2 separate regions of the Hordeum vulgare genome follow, and region 2 is linked to region 1. A link is a contact called in public Hi-C data. All regions are on one chromosome and are shown on one strand. The core of a region is the stretch at or near the end of the contact, and the rest is flanking DNA. Distances in the headings are between cores, read along the strand shown. Region 1 holds the start of LOC123425672 (caffeoylshikimate esterase). Region 2 holds the start of LOC123425677.

What was found. Hi-C and Micro-C count contacts between places; a contact is called where the count stands out from the background.
Region 2: a contact with region 1 is called in a Hi-C map of leaf, with 9 times the contacts expected there. The contact joins the promoter of LOC123425677 here to the promoter of LOC123425672 in region 1. A contact is called at or near these places in 2 of 6 Hi-C or Micro-C datasets (leaf and seedling) and 1 of 1 datasets of contacts at active chromatin or transcription factors (embryo).

Annotation. Positions count from the first base shown.
Region 1 is chr2H:162,591,903-162,599,092 of MorexV3_pseudomolecules_assembly, forward strand. LOC123425672 (caffeoylshikimate esterase) reads left to right here and starts at 3,129. Exons shown (of 1, transcript XM_045109374.1): 1 at 3,129-4,657. The coding sequence starts at 3,530. The coding sequence ends at 4,522. LOC123429847 (a long non-coding RNA gene) reads right to left here and starts at 2,477. Exons shown (of 2, transcript XR_006622766.1): 1 at 1,990-2,477; 2 at 832-1,573. It overlaps LOC123425671 (peptidyl-prolyl cis-trans isomerase CYP37, chloroplastic), which reads right to left. Exons shown (of 12, transcript XM_045109373.1): 7 at 7,024-7,126; 8 at 6,234-6,287; 9 at 5,719-5,874; 10 at 5,506-5,628; 11 at 5,049-5,098; 12 at 4,579-4,915. The coding sequence ends at 4,738.
Region 2 is chr2H:163,479,197-163,486,386 of MorexV3_pseudomolecules_assembly, forward strand. It overlaps LOC123425677, which reads left to right and starts at 3,410. Exons shown (of 16, transcript XM_045109381.1): 1 at 3,410-3,697; 2 at 4,162-4,201; 3 at 4,288-4,413; 4 at 4,498-4,533; 5 at 4,649-4,819; 6 at 4,978-5,061; 7 at 5,132-5,250; 8 at 5,364-5,465; 9 at 6,695-6,811; 10 at 6,896-6,949; 11 at 7,140-7,190. The coding sequence starts at 4,321. LOC123425676 reads left to right here. Exons shown (of 5, transcript XM_045109380.1): 3 at 39-116; 4 at 914-1,535; 5 at 1,863-3,079. The coding sequence ends at 2,765.

The sequences.
Region 1 (7,190 bases), core at 1,879-4,378:
TAATTTATGCAAACTTTAGGGGTAATTTTCAAGACGGACGACCAGAAACCTTATTTGCTTTATTATTAGGGAGAGACTAGTAAAAATGCCCGTGCGTTGCACCGGGTTAGATTGTCTATTTTTGGATCATGAATTTTGTATTTGAGAAGTCCCCCCTTCACCTCACCTCATGTCCTCCATCAACATCTACTTGAGCTTGCACCGTCATTGAAGTGCAAGTAGATATGCAAACGCCGAGACCTGAAACCCGTGGTTTCCTTTTCTCATTCTGTATTTCGCAAGAAAAAATGAAGAGGGATTGGGCAGGCTATGAACTTAGAGTTTGTATGACTTACACTTTGTGTACTATGATGACATAGGGTTATATTTTCAGACAACATATATGTTGCCTCCTGTATTCCCTCTGTTCACTTTTTTAAGACGTTTTAGACATCTGAAATTGAACTGTTTTGGGTGTTGTCTGAAATGTATAAAACGTCTTACAAAGGTGAAGGTTGGGGTAGAAATAATTGTTAATTCTTCATTCATCAGCGTAGCATGAAAACAAACGCCAGTTGCCATAGTTTTCAACTTATATCATCACCAATATATGTTCAGAGTCTTGCACTTTCACTTGAGCCAAGTTCAGAAATAAAAATGTGGCAGGACAAAAAGGTGACCACCTGCACCGTTGTGCATTTCTTGAGGGTGATTAACGGATTTTGGCCAAGCCCCGGCCATCAGTGGTTCCATTCAAGCCACACGGGGAAACTCGTATTCAAACTCGTTTCTAGACAACAAAATTGCAGATAACTCAAAACGCTGAAGCAATTCAACATGAGACTTTCAGTATAAACAGAACAGACTATAAGATGATTCATGTTATTCCTTAACACCTTGTGAGTTCAACTTAAACCCTCTTCCGCCCATGACGCGAGTCTAACAAAACTCCGGTAAACATATATAGCATAGCTGTTTGAAATTTTAGGGACATATGTCAACTGACCTCCTGTGAAGCTAATATGTTTTCCTCTTATTTGTTTTTTAAATGTAGCACAAATCTTGTTCTGGTTGAGAGACAGATCTGGCAAAAGGAAGCTAAGCCGGTGTCAAGCTCAACAATGGCTGCTTTCAGCCTAACAAGTTGTTTCCCCTGCTTGAGCGCGAGGAAGAAGGAGGTCCCACGTTCTGCTCCGACCAATCCACACACCAGCGGCGTCGCTGGCGCCGTGCCACGAACTTTCTCCTTCGAGGAGCTCGCGACGGTGACAAGAAACTTCAGCGACAAAGGCTACATGAAGAGCATCAATCAGGTGACAATCCAATTCTTCTTCTTATTTTATACTTAGTTTCATATACGTACGGACCATGACGATTTGAAGACATGATCGATGTGAGGGAAAGAAAATGATTGATCAATCAACATCTGCATCTGTAGGTCGTTGCTATAAAGCTTCAGCATGCTGTTGATCCAAGTGGCTCACCAGAGCAACATAACAGGGAGTTCCTTGCCCATGCGCTCACGATGAGCGGGCTGCGCCACCCAAATGTCGTCAATCTTATTGGCTTTTGTGCAGATGGCCATCACCGGATCCTGGTGCACGAGTACATGTCAGGTTCTCTGGAAGATGCGTACATGTGCTATTCATATGCATTGCATACCAACAATCTAGCTAAAAGCTTATAACTGTGTTCATGATTCGTTTGAGGTTGCTACGGAGGAGCGCGTTGCGGGTGGTGCTCTCGTCGCGGTCAGCGCGGTGAGAGGGGCGCGTGCTCGCCCGTGTCACGCCTGCGGGCGCACAACGGCCGAGTGGTGTGGAGGAGCGCCTCAGCCTCGTCCCGGCGCGCGCGCACTCGCTGGGGAGAGCGGAGCGCAGCGTCGCGTCGTGGGGAGGGGAAATGAAAACGCCGGCGGCAAACCCTCGCCGCAGGTCGTCCTGCGGGAGCCGCGGAACTGTAGCTAGGAGAAAAATGGGAGGAGGAAGCGAGGGCGGGGAAGCCACTCACCGAGAGGAGGAGGCGCCGCCGCGTCCTCGCCGCCGCCGCTCCCCGGCCAGGCTCCGGCCTTCCTCTTCGTCACCGGCGACCCCGCCTCACCGCCCGCCTCCAAATCGGCCTCCCAATCCTCTACAGTGCACCCATCCAGCCCCTGCCAAGCAGTCGCCACCGTCCTTCCGCATCGAGCAGCCGTCGCCATCGTTCCGCATCAAGCAACCGCCGTCCCCAACCACGTGGATAAGGAGCCTGGGCGGAATTATTACATGACGCAAGGGTTATTTTATAAACTCAAAACGTTTTTTTCCAGATCCACTTACATAGGGACTGCGGATTGAATATCCAAAAGTGGAGGGGCTTTTGTGCAAAAACGCCTCGACGGACGATAGAAGTGTTCCGTGCTTTATTATTAGGGAGAGGTAAACATAAAGATAAAGGGAGCGCACTACGTAGCAGCGCTGCATGGCTGACTTTCCGTGCGGCGGCTTGTTAACCCACAATTAAACACACTCGTCGCTTCTCATTAAATTTTGCACGTGTCGCTTTCAACCACCATCTGCTCTATGCATGCATGTCGCTTCTCGGTAAAATTTGCATATGTCGCTTTCAACTATCATCTGCTCTATGCATGCATGCGGGTTGGAAAAAATGATTTATCTCATTGATTAATACTTTGATTGAAGATTCGCTTTCACCGTTAGGTTCGTCTCGACGAGACCTTCAAAATAAGATCCCATGTTGACATGTTTTGTTGAATTTTTTTCGTTTTTCCTAGTTGCCACATTTATGTCATCATACATTTTACGAGTGTACAGTTGTCATAAAAATTATACATAGTTATCGAACAATAATTTTATACTTTTTAAGTATTGCAGTGTTATGTGAAGCTAAAAAAAATGGATATTAAAACACTAACAATAAGCAAGTAAATGCATGAACCAGCACAAGCACAATGAATCATGTTTTCAGTAGGGTATATCAACATTCATAAATCTGATAACCAAGTTAATTTAATGTGAGAACTATGTGAGAGATAATGTGACAAGTAAGTGATAGTAATCTGACAAGTAACGACGAAAAACAAAAGTTATCGAAATATATCGACATGGGATCTAGTTTTAAAGATCTCATTACGATAAAGTTAGTGATGAAAACGAATCATTAATTAAAATAACGGTTTGAGAGATAAATATTTTTTTTAAATACAACACTGCTAAGCAAGCTCTTTCTAATTTGTGCCTGAGCCGCCGCACAGGAAAGCGGCTGTGCATTGGGGTGCAGTTTAGATTTTCCAAGATAAAGATATACATCCAGGTTCCAAAAGTTCTGCTCTTTCCTACGTCTCGCTATACGCGAGATAAGGGGCGTCCCGGGCCGACGGCACAAACAGTTCCACCAACCCCCGAAACTTCTTATCATAACCTGGCGTGAGTGAAACGGCCTCCCCTGGCGCTACGCAACAGGCAGCAACGACTCCCCCACCACTCGCCGGCACCAGTTCCCTTCCCCTTCCCATCCATCCGAAAGCCCGCACGCCCCAGCGCCTCTCACCATGACTCAGGAAGAAGCGCCGGCGCCCGTGAACTTCTGGGGCGAACACCCGGCGACGGAGTCGGAGTACTACGCGGCCCACGGCGCGGAGGGCGAGTCCTCCTACTTCACCACGCCGGACGACGCGGGCGCGCGCCGCCTCTTCACGCGCTCGTGGCGGCCGGCGGGTGGGGGCGCCGGCGCTCGGCCGAGGGCGCTCGTGTTCATGGTCCACGGCTACGGCAACGACATCAGCTGGACCTTCCAGGCCACGGCCGTCTTCCTGGCCCGCTCCGGCTTCGCCTGCTTCGCCGCCGACCTCCCCGGCCACGGCCGCTCCCACGGCCTGCAGGCCTTCGTCCCCGATCTCGAGGTCGCCGTCGCCGACCTCCTCGCCTTCTTCCGGTCCGTCCGGCGGCGCGAGGAGCACGCCGGGCTGCCGTGCTTCCTGTTCGGAGAGTCAATGGGCGGGGCCATCTGCCTGCTTATCCACCTCCGCACGTCGCCGGAGGAGTGGGCGGGGGCCGTGCTGGTGGCGCCCATGTGCAGGATCTCCGACCGGATCCGGCCGCGCTGGCCGGTGCCGGAGATCCTCACCCTCGTGTCGCGGTTCGCGCCGACTCTCCCCATCGTGCCCACGGCCGACCTCATCGAGAAGTCCGTCAAGGTGCCCGCCAAGCGCCTGATCGCCGCGCGCAACCCCATGCGCTACAACGGCCGGCCCAGGCTCGGCACCGTCATGGAGCTGCTGCGCGCCACCGACGAGCTAGGCGCGCGCCTCGGCGAGATCACCATCCCGTTCCTCGTCGTGCACGGCAGCGCCGACGAGGTGACCGACCCCGCTGTCAGCCGCGCGTTGCACGAGGCCGCGGCCAGCGAGGACAAGACCATCAAGATGTACGACGGGATGCTTCACTCCATGCTCTTCGGCGAGCCGGAGGAGAACATTGAGCGCGTCCGGGGCGACATCCTCGCCTGGCTGAGCGAGAGATGCACGCCGACATCAACTTCCTGACAAACATAGAAAAGAAACAAGCAATGCATTCTATTCGGATTGTGCAATGACCAACACACGGGAAATTGTTTTCATGTGCAAATGTGCGATGATTCTCTCTCTCTATATATACACACAATATATTTTTTGTCTTTACATGATCTCGGTATACAAAATGGTTGTCTCCTGATCAATGAAAGAATGCTACCGGTTTGCGGAGCTTCTGGTTGATTGTATCAGCTCTCTGCCGGAGCTGGCGTTGGATCTGTTGAAGCTGGTGCTGGATCTGCTAGTGCTGGCGCCGAAGCTGCCGCGGGCAGTACAAGGCGTTCCCTGCCTTGTACCAGCTTGGCGGAGCGAATTTTATCTCCAGCCTTAATCTGTGAAAGGACATCTCTTCCGTCTGTGGCATACCTGCAGATGTTTGTTTCCACACAAAAGTTCTTTCTTTTAATCCACAAGAAGATGTCAATTCTTCTTGGGGACCATAATATCTGATCAATTTCACTATCTAGTCATTGCAGTGTAATATTAAGCCGTGACTTACCCGAAAACGGAAAATTGTCCTTCCTCAAAAGATATTCCTCCTAAACCAGACTGCAAACAACAGAGAAATTATCACAAATCAAACTATTTAGACAGTTGATGCTTCTACTCCCATACAGCAAGGTAACCCCGAAGCAGATGGTTTGGGCATTTTTAACTACTGCATTACTTGAGTCGCGTTGGTAGTGCAGTATTTGATATATATTTCTAACTAATACTAGCATTCAGGAATTATATGATTTTTCATAGATGGCACAAAGCAATCCTAGGACAGCAAATATATATGGTTCACAAAAGGAGAGAAACTTAATGCATTCTTGAGTCACATATACTTATCCAGACCTTCCAAAATCATATACTTGTCCAACCTAGTCAACAAAATGCAGAGCAAATATGTATTTGGGTGATTGCGTCTACTCATTGTTTATGTCACTGCGTAAATATGTAGCCTTACTCACATTTCTCTTATCATATAGATAGAAGAAGAACTGGCTTGGTGACGAGTACTCATCTGAATCCTCACTATGTGACATGGCAACAGAGCCGTATACAGACATTGGAAGGACTGGCAGTTCTCCATCCTAAATTATATGAAGCCAAGGAAACAAGTCAATATATAGATAACATTAGCTCAAATTGGTTTCACTGTTGAAGTAGTGTGAAAGAGTGACCTGAATACTTAGGGGGCTCCTATATAGCGGTTCAAACTGTCCAGCAGGCATGACCTCCAATGGAAGAGCATACCCTTTATTCCCAGTCTCACTGTCTACAATGATTGCCTGACTCACAGATTTTAGTGTTGTACCATCATACGCCCCATCCAAAACCTGAAGCAAAATTTACCCTATTGAGACATCAAAGCAAGGACTCCCTCCGTTCACAAATATAAGATGTTCCAACTTTTTTCTGAATTGGATGTACATAGACACGTTTTAGTGTGTGTGTTTCACTCATTTCAGTCGGTATGTAGTTCATACTGAAATATCCAAAACATCTTAGATTTGTGAACGGAGGGAGTAGTTGTAAACAAAAAACTGAAACACTACAGTGTAGTGCATATGTCAGACTGAAGCTCTAGCAGATATCCCTTATATAAAGACAATCATGTCTGCTTATTTTGCATTTGTAAATTTCACCAGAACTAGGCAGGAAATGATGAGATGGGATCAGAGTAATGCTACCTTACCAGTTTCGCAAAGTTTCCAGCAGTCAGTGGGGCAGAATATCCATCAACTACAACCTGCATGTAGTATACAAATCAACAACTGACACACAAATCTGTGATTTTCTACGGGAATTCTGGGGTGGACAATACTAATGCAAGTCATGGCATGACAAAAGATAGTAACTAAGACTATCCAGACGTGCATTTTCAGAGCTCTTGAGCACATCCTCTTTTATTGTTTGAAATAACGAAAGAAGGAATTTATATGATTAATAAAAACTAATCTGTCATACAGATAATAGAATGAACTATGTGTCCTCAAGTTCTCATCAGAAATTTGCTGATTCTTAGTCTACATGAAGACAAGAACGGGAGTTAAAAAATCATTATTAGTTGCTTTAACCGTATTTTTCTTCACAGACTACAGGAGTGAAATAAAATTCATGGTTTTCTTTCTTTTGCCGGGGGGGGGGGGGGGGGGGTATAGTATTAACTACCAAGTCATGACATGAGATCTGTGATTTCTTTTGGAAATTTTAGGGGAGGGGGGGGAGGAAAAAAAATTCTGAAAGCCGAGTGTATGCTCCGAGCTCTACATGGCATTATCCAGGCTATGGTTCCTGTTTATCGTTGTTAGAAGAATGCACTTCAGGATGCCTGGCTATCAAGTAGCCACTAAAATATTTCACAAGTGATTGTAGAAACTGACAGCGAAGGGAAAAGGAGACCTCTGCCATTATATTGGCATTCTTGTAAGGTAGCAAGATGTTGACTCAACTGTTTATGATATTACAATCAAGCAAACAGCTACCTGAATTGTAGCAACACTTTTGGGTTCACCGCCAGCAGTTGGAACGAATGTTGAACCATCACCTTTCTCAACTGTGAATTCAACAACTGCTCTTCCTGTTAGCCTATAAATGACAAGACATTTAAATTAAATTTCATATACGTCTTTTTTAGAGATCAGGCGGAAAA
Region 2 (7,190 bases), core at 2,160-4,659, 890 kb after region 1:
GTAGTAGTATGCTTAGCATTGTATTTGCTTCATTGCAGTGCTTGGTTTGAGGAGCTTCGCAAGCAGAGAGTTGCTGAATTGAAAAGGGAGCTGAGGAAGTCAGAAAGTTTTATTGGGTTAGTACTTGCATTTTTTTGGCATTTTCACATGTAATCTTCATAATTTGTTTTGGATATATTTTAGTTACTGGTCATCCTCCACGTGCAATGCACGTCTTCCGTTATACATAATGCATCTGCTAAATTAGCCATTGACCAGATGACTGAAAGAATGATACAAGGTTGATTGAAAGTAGCTTGTCTGAAATCATCTTTGCTGATAATTGGTCATTAGTTTTTCTAATATAGACTGAAGTTCAAGGAAATATATGAAGGGAAGGGCATGAGGCAGGGGAGAGAGATGGAGGGGCTGGGAGCACTTTTTGAAGAATTTAAATTTTGATAGGTAGAACCAAATAAAAATGCAAAACATTAGATTAATCATATAATTTAGTGGGGTTAATTATATGGCTTATTTAAACACTCTTTGAACTTAAGACAAATAAAACATAATTAGCTAGCTAGGGTTAATTTGTTCTTACATGCATTTGAATAATAGGTTAATTTGTATAGTAATAAGCGCATGTGCATTTGTGAATAATCTAGGAAGGAAAATGGAGTGTATAAATAAGTAGTGTATTATTAGTCATGAGTAAAAGTCTCACCTTTTTAACGTCGTTTATCAGGTTTCATGGATGGTTAAGGTGATCGGTATCCCAACACAACTTGTACTTCATTAGTAGTTTAGATATTTTTGTATTATTGTCTGTCATCTTGAAGCCAAGTGAAAGTTAGCTTAGACACTACTTATGCCATCTGGCTGGAAAATGTTCTTTTTGTTTAATAATGTGCAATTTGGCCTTTCCCTGTTCCAGGTCCTTGCAGTCTGTGATTGAGAGCCTCAGCAATAGCAAACATGATAATGGTAACTTAGGATGTCACACTGAATCATGTTCACACACTGAAAATGCAGCTGATACTACTTCTTCGAGCAAAGAATTGTCCAAAGACAGATCGTCCGCTGCTAGTTTTACGGAGGAAGCAAGCAACAGTCAGAAATCTCAGAAAGTTCAAAATACATCAGCAGAGACATTATCAAAGCCCCATGCTGAAAATAAGCTCTGTGCCAAAGATGGTTTGCTTTGGGGCTCTAGAAAGAAAAGGGGATTGAGGGATAAACGGGCTATTCTGATGGCTGTTGATAGTGGCAGAGATGGTGAAAATATATCTACACCATGCATACAGGGAGAGGGTTCCTCTGAGGGCTGCATGAAGAAATTGAAAACTCCAAAGATAGAGCCTGGTGTATCTATGTGCAAAACTCCATGCATACAGAGAGCGGTTCCCTCTGAAGGCTGCATGAAGGAACTGAAAACTCGAAAGATAGAGCCTGGTGTATCTGTGTGTGAGAGAGCAAAACCAAAATTAGCAGATATTGTGAATAATATATCCACTCAAGGTGACTGTAAGATGTTGCTACACCAAATTGATATCCAGGTATTTAATCTGTCTTGTGGGCGTTTTAAATTGTAGTCTTATCCTTTACAATTTTTTTATTGGAGTTGCCCACTATTTGTTCTGAGAGGATCAAGAAAGTCAGATCTTTGTGGGCATGGTGAATTTCCTTTTCGTTTTCTTATTACCTGAGTTACACATACAATTAGTTAGAGTGGGCAGACTGGTTAGTTAGTTAGTGTACGTAGTAATATTATATGCTCTGAAAGAGAACTTTTAAGTGGCTCAAATCTTCTGTACAGTTGATCTATTCTAGAGATGAACATAATCTGATTTTGTCATCTTATGTCCAATTGTTTCCATCTACAGCGGAAGCGAGCTAGATACAAGAAGATGATCCGTCGGCATATGGACTTCCGAATCCTTCGTTCAAAGATCAAGAGTGGTGCTATCTCTTCTGCCAAGGAGCTCCTAAAAGACATGCTCGTGTTTGTGAATAATGTCCTCACATTTTTTCCAAAGGCCACACTGGAGCACATGGCTGCAATCGAACTTCGAGGTCTCATATGCAAAACGTTGCAACAGCGTTCAGTCGCACCATCCATTAATTGTGAACCGGCAGCGATAGCTAGTGACCCTGTAATCAAGAAGACCAAGGCAAGGATCGCTAGTGGCCCTGCAATCAATAAGACCGCTGCTGAGCCTGTATTAAAGAAGACCACGGCAGCGCTAGCTAGTGAGCCTGTAATAAAGAAGACAGTGGCTGGGATAACAAGTGAGCCTGTGATGAAGAAGACAGTGGCTGGGATAGCTAGTGAGCCTGTAGCCAAGAAGGCGGCTGCAGGGATAGCGAGTGAGCCTGTAATCAAGAAGACGGCGGCAGGGATAGCGAGTGAGCCTGTAATCAAGAAGACTGCTGCAAGGGTTGCAAGTGACCCAGTAAGCAAGAAGGCGGCGGCAGGGGCTGCTAGTGCCCCTGCAACCAAGAAAATTTCTCGAACATTGCCGCCGGTACGTCATGTGCCTCGTGATGCAAAGAGAAGCAAGGTTTCCTCAAGGGAGAGCGGAAGCACTGTCAGCCAGGGTGAGAGCGAGACCAAGGACGACCCCGCGGATGCAGCGGCAACTGCTGATGAAAAAACCGTTGAGAGAAGCGTGCCAGCCGCCAAGAAGCGAGGGGTCGGGCGGCCTCCAAAGAGCGGGCAAAAGCGCGCCGCCACTGTGCCGCCGCAAGACAGTCCTAGCAAAGGCAGGAAGAGGACTCGACGGTGACAGGGAGAAGCGACGCCGTGGATATGCAGACGTGTTGTGTACAATCCTACAAGGAGGTCCTAGAGTAGCTCCATCCAGTGTTGTGTACCACCCTGTCAAAGACTAGGCAAAGGGAATCAGGATGTTTTGTAACAGGAAGGAGTGGTGGTTTTCCTGGTGTTTTGTTTAAGGTCAGCTAGATGAAGCGCAACTTTTGTCTGTAGAGATGTGATCCGAGTTGTTAGGCGCTATATATATGTCTGTTATAACTGTATATGTAATACCCTTAGAACTTTCCTTGGTCAAGTATATGCCAGCGCAGAATTTTGGAGACAGGTGTTGATGTCTGTAGGAGTCAATTCCTTTTTTGCTCTTGGTTCGGGGACGTCGTGATCTGGAGCAACAAGAGAGGGTAGTTTGTCAAGAGTAGCATTGAAATTGAAGCATTTTTTTTTTGAGGGGGTTGAAATTGAAGCAGCTGTGGTGGGTCGGGGCCTCCACATTCCTGGGCCGCGCGGGGACCGAGGGAACCACGAAACAAACCAAGCGGAAAACCCGGTCGTGGCAGGCAGCCGAGCCGAAACGGGCTGCTCGCATCGCGCAACGCCCGTCTCCTGTGGCGGCATCACCCCGGCGCTGCCTCTCTCTCCCTCGCCAGTCGCCAGTCAGTCGGGTCGTCGTCACCTCGCGTGGCGCCGCTGCGAGTGACGGGTGCGGGTCACCCTTCCTCCGAACGTCGCTGTCTCGCCCGCCCGCTCAAGCGGCCGCGTCTGGCTCCGCCTCCGCGCGCGCCCGTGCCTTTCCCGATCTCTCTCCAAGGCATTTCCTCCTCCTCTTCCTCCTCCACGAGATAGCAGCGGCGCCCGTGCCCTCCGCGCGGAGGAGAGGAGACGACGAGACGCCTCTCCGCCGATCGTCCCTCGTCCGCCCCGGTTGCCCCATCCGCCTCCGCGGTATTGTCCCTTATCTTCTCCTCATGCCCAGCACTCCAGTAGTATCTCCGTCTCCGTGTATCGATTGGGTTTCGAGATTTCTACACTCCGATTGCGCGCTGGCTGCGCGTCCTCGCACCCGCGTTTCCAAATCCCAGAGCGCGCCTCGCCGTTCGCCGCGAGCTGCGGGTGGACAGGGTGACTTGGCCGTGGATGTGTAGACATCGTCACGTCACCGACGCGCAGGGCAATATGTGCGTCGTGTGTCTCGTGCTTGCAAGGGATTTATTGATTGATTGGTTGATGATGAGAGGGCCGTCCTTTTTTCTTTGTTGCTCGCGCGAAGCGAACAAACGGAATGACATTTTTTAAAGGGATCGAATGTCGTTTCTCTTCAGTGTTTTCATCAAGTAACGCCCCAGGGTTCTGTCGTCACTCTGAAAACATACTCAGCCTCTGCAGTTTTTTTTATGTCGTGAATGCAGGGTTCCATGAACGGAGAAAAGTAGCGCCTAGTGGGACAAGGTGGGTTCCCTTGTGCTTCCTTCATTTACTTAATGCTTCATTTGTTGTGAAATCCTGCTAAAATGCAGGGTTGCTTGGTTCTGCAGAATGGTCACAGGAGCTGCTGTCACTGCTCTAAGATGAGACTGAGGCTGCGTCTGCTTGTTCTGTGCTTGATGATAATCCTATTTGTGGTTTACAACATGGCAAGCTACCAACGCAGACAGACGGCGGTAACGCTCAACCTTTTCTGAAATTCCCCTTTATATTCTGCTCGACAGACGATGCTCAGCTCATCCGATTATCCGCTGTTACAGTTGGATGAAGACGCTCCCCCGTTTGATACGATGATGGTATGTGAACCCATCGTCTCCATCAAACGGACAAATTGTTTTGTTTGCTGCGCTAGTCTTGAAGCAGATAGTCTTTTGTTGCCGAGGCGTTGACTAGCTCCATTGTACATATCAGGAGTCTGACAGGGCTGCTGTTAAGGTATCTGGGACTGGGAGAGCTACTGCCAAGGTGACACACAGAGCTGCTTCTACTGCTAGGGTCGGGTTTTTGCCTCATGGTATAGTGGAGCCTTACTCCGACATGGAGCTCAAGCCACTATGGCTCACAAGAAGCGTTCAGTCAGAGGTCAGTTGACCTGTTCTGCCTAACATTGTTGGTTTCAGTACAATATTTCTGTTGGTTTCAGTTTCCGAACGAATTTAACAGCCTTTAGCTGCTCCCACCTTCCAGAGTACAAGGCCATATGCGGTATTTAATGCTATGTTGGTGTTTTGTCTCAGCAGGAGCCTAACCAGAAAGACAGGTGCTTGATTGCTATCCCTGCTGGCATAAATCAGAAGAAAAGTGTAGATGCTCTTATGAAGAAGGTACTTCGTTCACCACTTCTTCCAGCAGTGATTTGTACATACAATTATCATGTAACTCTTGAATGCTCAGTTTCTTGCAGAGAACTTTACAGCTATATTATTCCACTACGATGGGAAGGTCAATGATTGGAATGATCTACCATGGAGCAAAAGTGTGATACACATCGCTGCTTCTAATCAGACAAAATGGTATGGCCTCTTTCTACCCTTTCACTGAACTAAGAGTCGCAGTCGGACCTTGACTATCTACAATTTGTACCGATCTGGTATCATTTAATTTCAAGACGACATCTATCTTTTAGGTGGTTTGCTAAAAGATTCCTCCATCCTGCTGTTGTCTCGATGTACAAGTATATATTTCTTTGGGACGAAGATCTTGAAGTAGATAATTTTAACCCAAGCAGGTATATGTGTTGCATGAACCCCGGTATTCTTCTTAAACCTGTCATTTCCTATCTGTCATTAAAAATATGCCTAGTGCCAAGGTATCAGTCATGTGATGTGTTCAGAGCGCAATGTATTCAGCTCTTATATCCTGGCCCAAGCAACTACGAGTCAATTGCAGAAAACTACCACATTTGCGGCTAGGTTTGCAGAAAACCACCAAGTCGCTAATCCATTGCAAAAACCACCGTGTTCTTCGTAAATCTTTTGTAGAAAACACTGATCGCTCACTTTGCTGCATTTAATCGCGTTTCCGACAAGTGGGGCCTGCTTGTCGGGAGCTGACTTGGCAAAAATCGCCACGTGTGCGCGTTGACTGAGTCTTCTTCCTTCTCCTCTCTTCCCCTTCTATCACACATTTTATCAAACATGTCGAGGGCATATCCCACCAGCGCCATGGCGGCTGTTGTGGCTAGCCCCAATACGCCGCCCCGGCGAGCTCCCCTCCGCCCCTCACCGCCCATGGAGCTAATCCCGAGCTTCTGCCGCAGCTCGCGAAGGGAGGCATCAGGGGTCCCCCGGCCGTTGCTGCAGTCCGCCGCGCTTTTAGCCGGGAACAAGGACCTTGTCGCACAGCTCCGCCTCGGCGTGCGACATCCTGTGACCCTCGTCCTCACGGCAACGGACCTCTCGATGGCCGGCGTGGATGCGGACAGGCCGGACTCGCGTCGGCCGGGTGACGGCATGCCGGATGACGGGAGATGCCCTCGACATGTTTGATAAAATGTGTGATAGAAGGGGAAGAGAGGAGAAGGAAGAAGACTCAGTCAACGCGCGCACACGTGGCTATTTTTGCCAAGTCAGCTACCGACGAGCTGGCCCCATTTGTCGGAAACGCTGTTAAATGCAGCAAAGTGAGCGATCAGTGCTTTCTGCAAAAGATTTACAAAGAACACGGTGGTTTTTGCAACGGATTAGCGACTTGGTGGTTTTCTGCAAACCTAGCCGCAAATGTGGTACTTTTCTGCAATTGACTTGGCAACTACAGTCTACAAGTATAAACTGGCTGTTGCTGCCTGGTATGTGCTAGGCAGCAAAGTTATATCTGTTTTGAGAAAGATGCAACTAATTTGCGTATTACATCTGGAATGTCAACATTGGAGTGTCTTATTCTAATGTTCTTCTCCCGTAGATAGTTTGATCTGTTGATTCTCTGTACCAATTTGGTTAACATTCTAATTTGGAGCAGGTACTTGAATATAGTCAAATCAGAAAGGCTGGAGATATCTCAACCTGGACTTGACCCTAAGTTATCTGAAATTCATCATCCGATAACTGTTCGTAAAAAAACAGGGAATTTCCACAGGTAGATTTTATGTAATGCAACAGTCTGTTTGATCGATTTGAAGCTTACAGAATAACTAAATTAAGCATATGTATAATTTGACAGAAGAGTCAGTCGCGCTAACAAAGATTGTGCAAGAGAAGGGCCACCTTGTTCTGGGTACGTTTTCTTTCTTAAACTCTTTCTTGTGGTATTACATCTACTTTCCTGGTTAACTAATTGCGTTAGTTACTATTTGATCTGGTATAGACTGTAGCACACCAGCATTATCGTACTGCTTAATGATCACAGTATGCTAGCAACAAACCTGCATCAGATATGCACTTGCGTAACAATTAATTGGTTTCAGATGGGTCGAGGGCATGGCACCGGTTTTTTCGAAATCTGCTTGGCAATGTGC